2 separate regions of the Mus musculus genome follow, and region 1 is linked to region 2. A link is a contact called in public Hi-C data. All regions are on one chromosome and are shown on one strand. The core of a region is the stretch at or near the end of the contact, and the rest is flanking DNA. Distances in the headings are between cores, read along the strand shown.

The links. A called contact is a pair of places that touch in the nucleus more often than the background predicts.
Region 1: a contact with region 2 is called in a Hi-C map of uterus, with 3 times the contacts expected there. The contact joins two enhancer-like sites. A contact is called at or near these places in 4 of 484 Hi-C or Micro-C datasets (the AML12 cell line, embryonic stem cells, myocytes and 1 more) and 1 of 9 other capture datasets (embryonic stem cells).

Annotation. Positions count from the first base shown.
Region 1 is chr6:88,011,527-88,014,226 of GRCm38.p6, reverse strand. It overlaps Rab7 (RAB7, member RAS oncogene family), which reads left to right. Exons shown (of 6, transcript NM_009005.3): 2 at 529-589; 3 at 1,794-1,920. The coding sequence starts at 537. Among named protein-coding and RNA genes, the nearest start is that of Gm34872, 7.9 kb to the right of the region's middle. Within about 2 kb of position 1,431, at least 33 of the 459 cell types and tissues checked have an H3K27ac peak or open chromatin away from gene starts, as enhancers often do. A contact at or near this core is called in uterus, where this site is marked.
Region 2 is chr6:88,498,713-88,501,456 of GRCm38.p6, reverse strand. No RefSeq gene overlaps it. Among named protein-coding and RNA genes, the nearest start is that of Gm46965, 8.5 kb to the right of the region's middle. Within about 2 kb of position 1,301, at least 110 of the 459 cell types and tissues checked have an H3K27ac peak or open chromatin away from gene starts, as enhancers often do. A contact at or near this core is called in uterus, where this site is marked.

The DNA.
Region 1 (2,700 bases), core at 182-2,681, 490 kb after region 2:
CTGGCTGTGGTGGCACACACTCTTAATCCCAATGCCCAGGAGGCAAAAGCAGACAGGTCTCAGAGTTAAAGACCATCTCGTGGTCAGCCAGAGCCACACAGAAACCCTGATTCTAAAAAATGAAAGAAAGGAGGAAGGGAGAGAGGAAAAGGAAGGAAGGAAGGAAGGAAGGAAGGAAGGAAGGAAGGAAGGAAGGAAGGAAGGAAGGAAGGAAGGAAGGAAATAGGTTCCTTTGCTGAGAAAGTAGTGCTTAATCTTCACTTGTGAGATTTGTGAGTCTGTTTGGAGTGTTAATCCCAACTGCTGATGCCAGTAATGGACCCAGCACTTGAGGAGAGAGAGGGCACCGGCATCCGTTCAGCCCCTGCCCTGCTGTCTTGTTAGGTTAGCTAAAGGGTTCACAGGCCGGGGGCCAGTCTGAGTGAGGGCTGGGGCTCAGCTCCTGGCAGACCAGAGTGGCTGCACTGTAGACAATGCAAAACTGCCTTAATGTTTCTTCAGCTCACCTGCACTTTCTCCTCCCGACAGCTTCAAGGATGACCTCTAGGAAGAAAGTGTTGCTGAAGGTCATCATCCTGGGGGACTCTGGGTAAGTGTTTCTCACGAATCTGACCTCAGATTGGCTTGGAGCTTCATCCTCACTGATCTCAAGGCAGTTCCACATTCGGCTCTGGGCCTGGCCTCTATCCTTTACTGTTGGGGTTTCCTGTGTTTGGCCTATTGAAATGCTTAAGGAACCCTCAAACAAGTATTTTCTTGTTTTTGAAAGTGCCTTCCAGTGGGGTAGAGTATAGGAATAGTGTCTCCTGCCCAGGACTGTGAGAAATGGCATACTGTCTGAAAGGAGTCTCAAGGCCTTTGAGGATTACAGACCTCACTCTACTTCTGTAAATTCTAATTGTGTTGCAGAACTGGGTAGAACCAGCACCTTAGACCACTGGTCAGCCATTGCGCTATACCCCTGGCAAGGCAAGCACTACTGTCTTAGGCTGTATGTATGTGCACTCTTTGTGGAAAGCCTTGAACAAGGAAAGCATTGGCGCTTTCTTTAGGTTGCATTACCCTGACCCTACCCTTATCTTACTGAACACTTGGTTGGTGAGTTTTCTTGGTGAAAAAATTCCTTGGGAGGGACATTCTTAATGTTTTATTATGTATGTGCATATGCGTGTGGGTGTGAAGGTCCGTGCAAGAATTGTTTTTCCTCCTGCTCTGGGGGCCCTGGGATTGAATTAAGTTTTCAGGCTTGGCAATAGGTGCCTTTCGCTTTAGCCATCAAACAGGCCCTGTTTTGTTGTTTTGCTTGGGCTTTAGTTTTGAAACAAAAACTGTGGCTCAATGCCCTTGAACTCACTGTGCAGCCCAGTCTAGCCTCAGGCTCTCAGTGCTGCTGCCTCTATCTCTAAGCACTGAATTCCAGGCATGTGGGGCTACACCTGTCTTGGAACATTCCTTTCTGGCTACATACTGCTGAGTGGCTTCCTCCTGGTGTTACTTGACCACACTGAGTGATGCATAAACACCTGAGATTACAAAGCCGTTTGGAGTGATCTTATCACAAAGTTCCATTTAGGAGTGAGTGAGTTTGTGTGTGTTTCTTTTAGTAAAATGCTTTGTTTTGTTTTTAAACTGTTGCAGTACCGGGAGTTAAACCCAGGCCTGGTGTATGTCAGGCAAGCACTCTACCAACTAAACGCTCTTCCTAGCTCAGGCATGTTGCTTTGAACATTGTAAACACAAATCCCTTTCAGTCCCTTATTTGACTCAGACATGTGGGTTTTGTTCAATTTCAGTGTTGGAAAGACCTCTCTCATGAACCAGTATGTGAACAAGAAGTTCAGTAACCAGTACAAAGCCACAATAGGAGCGGACTTTCTGACCAAGGAGGTGATGGTGGACGACAGACTTGTTACCATGCAGGTGAGCCACTGCTCAGCCTGGAGCCAGACTGCCAGCTTACTGAGTCTTCTTTAAATGAAGTCTTCTTTAAATGGTGGGTGGGTGGGTGGGGGTGGAGTTGGCTTGCTTTCTTCCTTTCTGTGAGTTGTAGGGATTAAACACAGGTCATGAAGCTTCTGTGCGGAGCACTTCACCTCTGGGTAGCACCTTCTGTGCTGAGCCCTCGTGTAGGCCCAGTTGATTGCATCCAGACTGTCTGTCATACCTCCGTGCTTTTCAAACTTACCATTATATTTGTGGAGAATGGATAATTGGCTGCAAATAGTGTTGTTGGATAAAATAGCAGTAAAAGCACGGTCGGGAGCATGGTGGAGACAGAGCCCGAGCCCCATGCAGGCTGAGTGCACATGCTCCCGCCATGCATGAGCACGGAGCCACACCCCAATCCTAAATTTGAAATTTATATTACAAGACAACTAGGAATTTTTGTAAAATTTAATTTTAGCTACAGTTATTGTCTTTTTTTTTTTCATTTCTTTTCCCTTTCTATTTATTTATGTTTGTTTTTTCAAGATAGGGTTTCCTTGTATAGCCTGGCTGTCCTGGAACTCACTCTGTAGACCAGGCTGGCCTCAAACTCAGAAAAATCCACCTGCCTCTGCCTCCCAAGTGCTGGGATCAAAGGTTTGTGCTACCATGCCTAGCTTCTTTTTCCTTCCTTTTTTCCTTCCTTTTTTCCTTCCTTTTTTCCTTCCTTCCCTTCCCTTCCCTTCCCTTCCCTTCCCTTCCCTTCCCTTCCCT
Region 2 (2,744 bases), core at 52-2,551:
CCGAGACTGCCTCCAAGACAAACTGCCTCCATCTTCAGTTGGGCTGGACCCACTTGCCCAGGATCTTCACGGGTGGGATTGTTGACTGGTGACCTTCCTTCTTTCAAGGGGAGGCCAGAGAATGTCATAGGCCCCCTCCCCTGGGTACTCAGCCAACCGACCCAATAAGTTGAATGTCATCCTGCCCTAATTCTACTGACTTGGCATCGGGGCCTCCAAGAGGGGCTAGAAAACAGGTGGGAAGGTATTAGGGAAGAGGCTCCATCTATACAGCCATGAGGAGTCACCATCCCTGCCAGGTGCACATTTCCATTGTGGCTGCTTTAAGGTCACCCATACTCTACCCTTTGCTCTGTAAGACCAAGGAAGTCCCTGGTCTTTAGTGGACTTTAGTTTGTTGCTAGGGCCCAAGGAGGAAGTGAGTAGACGTTATTCCTTCTGCTCAAGGGGTTAGGAAGATTCTCTTTGTCAGCACTCACAGTGGCCTACTTGTGGCTTAGGGATTTTACTCTGTGAATATAAGCTTTAAAAGAGAATACAAGCAAACCAGAACTCTAAGCAAGGATATGCAGGCATTCCTACATCACTCAGGATGAGGGAACAGGGTCAGCCATTATGAAATGCAGAGGCTGAACCTGAGACTGACAGCACCTTCCTCCCCATCTCTAGTCTCCCCTTCCTCCTAATCTCTGCCATCTCTAGCTAGGAAATACACTGAGTGTAAAGTGGCTTGCACAGAGGGACCACGAAGTGGAACACACTATCATGCATACTCCTTTGATTCAGTCCAAATTCTGCACCCTGCTCAGAATTAACACAAAACTATCCACTCAAAACTTTATCCTGCCAAGGGTACACTATAAGCCCAGCACTAGGAAGGAAGAGGCAGGCAGAGGAACCTGTGTTCGAGGCCACCTGGTCTATATAGAGAGTTCAGGTCTACTTGATGATGATGATGATGACGCCAAGCTCAACAACAACAATAATAATAGTAATAATAATAAAGCCAAACTCCATGTGCCTACCCCAATTGTTTTCCCACAAGCATCCTCCACCCCCAGACTGCGTGTCTAGCCACACGGGGGCGCTGCGAGCCACGCCACTCGGGGGTCCGCGGGTATTTGCAAGGGTCTGGGCCGCACCTCCCGCCCGCGTCCCCATTAATCACGCGTGCTGACGGCGCCGACCCGCGCGCGGGCGGCGTGACGGCGCCGGTGACGGCGGGTGACGGAGCGGGCAATCGGCGGGCGCGCATCGGCCCATCTTATCGCGCCAGCCCAGCCTTCGCCCGTCGCACGCCGCCCATTGATCGCGCGGGCCGGGGCCGGGGGTCAGCGCGGACGCTCGGCCTGACAGCCACATCCATCGCGCTGACGGCCGCACGCGCGCTCGGCCCGGCCATTAATCACCGCATGGTGCCGAGTGACGGGGAGGGCGACAGGACCAGCGGGCGATTGCCAGCCCTGCCAGCCCGCGCCTTCCATTGCCGGGCCCTGCCGCAGGTCACCCGCATCCCCAGGTCACTTGCTTCTTGGGATGGGAGGACGGTGTGTACCTCTCAGGGTCCCATGGGAGAGCTGGCTTGTCTGGCTGATACTAGGTAATACCATTACTCCTTTCCAGGGGATAGCAGGACCTGTTTCTGCATGGAGCACAAACAGAACTGCATTCAAACGTGGAGGGCTAGACCTCAGCTTGCGCCTGTTTCACAAACTCTGACCTCTAGCAACAAGAGCCAGGAACTGGTCATTCTGATCTGAACCCTAGTCACATAGTGCCTGTGGCCTCAGAGAGTTTCACATCCCAGCTTGGCTGCTGCTCCTCACTCAAAGACAGGGCCTTTCAGACATGTGGCCAGCGACCCAATCAGGGCTGGCCCAGGGTCAGGGAGATGGATGGCTACAAGGTGTAAGTCCCGCCCTCTGCCTGCAATTCCATTTCTTAGCTACCATACTTAGGCATGTTGACCTACCACCTTCTGGTGTGAGAAAGCAAGCTGTCCCTTCTTAAACCCCGAGTATTCTCTGAGGCAGTCTAGGGTTGGCCAGGGTAAGGGCTAGGGTTGAAGGGGTAAGGTATCTGCAAAGCAGAGGCCAGGAAGTGCCTTGGCTTTGGGAGAAGGCACCGCACCTGGAATGAGCAGCCACCAAAGAGCTCAAGGAGAGGCTCCCAGGAGCCTGGCCCAGAGCTGGGATAGTGGCCACCTCCTGTGACCAGCCCCCATCCTGCCTGACTTTAATATTACAACAATTTTTCAAGCTGGAGCTGAACTAGTGGGAAAAATGGGGCTGCTGTAATTGTTGTTAGATTGTGTGTCAGCCTGATAAGATGTAACAAATACTTCCTCCCCACCAGGGTCTGCTCCCTGCCTGGCAATGGATGGAGAAACTTCTCATAGTCTACAAGGGATGGGCCATAAAAACTTCGCCTGTAAGATTAATGTAATAATCACAGGCCTTGCTGGGGAAAGGGAGGAAAATTAAAATAACCAAACCTGGCTACCTAGCCAGACCATCTCCCTCCCATCAGAGCACTGCTGTCCCCTCCCCTAGTACTGTCACACCCCAGAAGAGGGAGGAGCGGCAGGAGTGGGGGGCCGTGGTTAGAAAACACAAGGCCACAGTCCTAGTGCTCACTAAAAGCTCTGGAGAGCAGGTGCAAGGGACTGCAGGGATGGCAGGGACTGTCCTCAACCCAGCAGCACCTCCACCGCTTCTGTCCTGCTCGGGTGCTGTGAAGGGTGA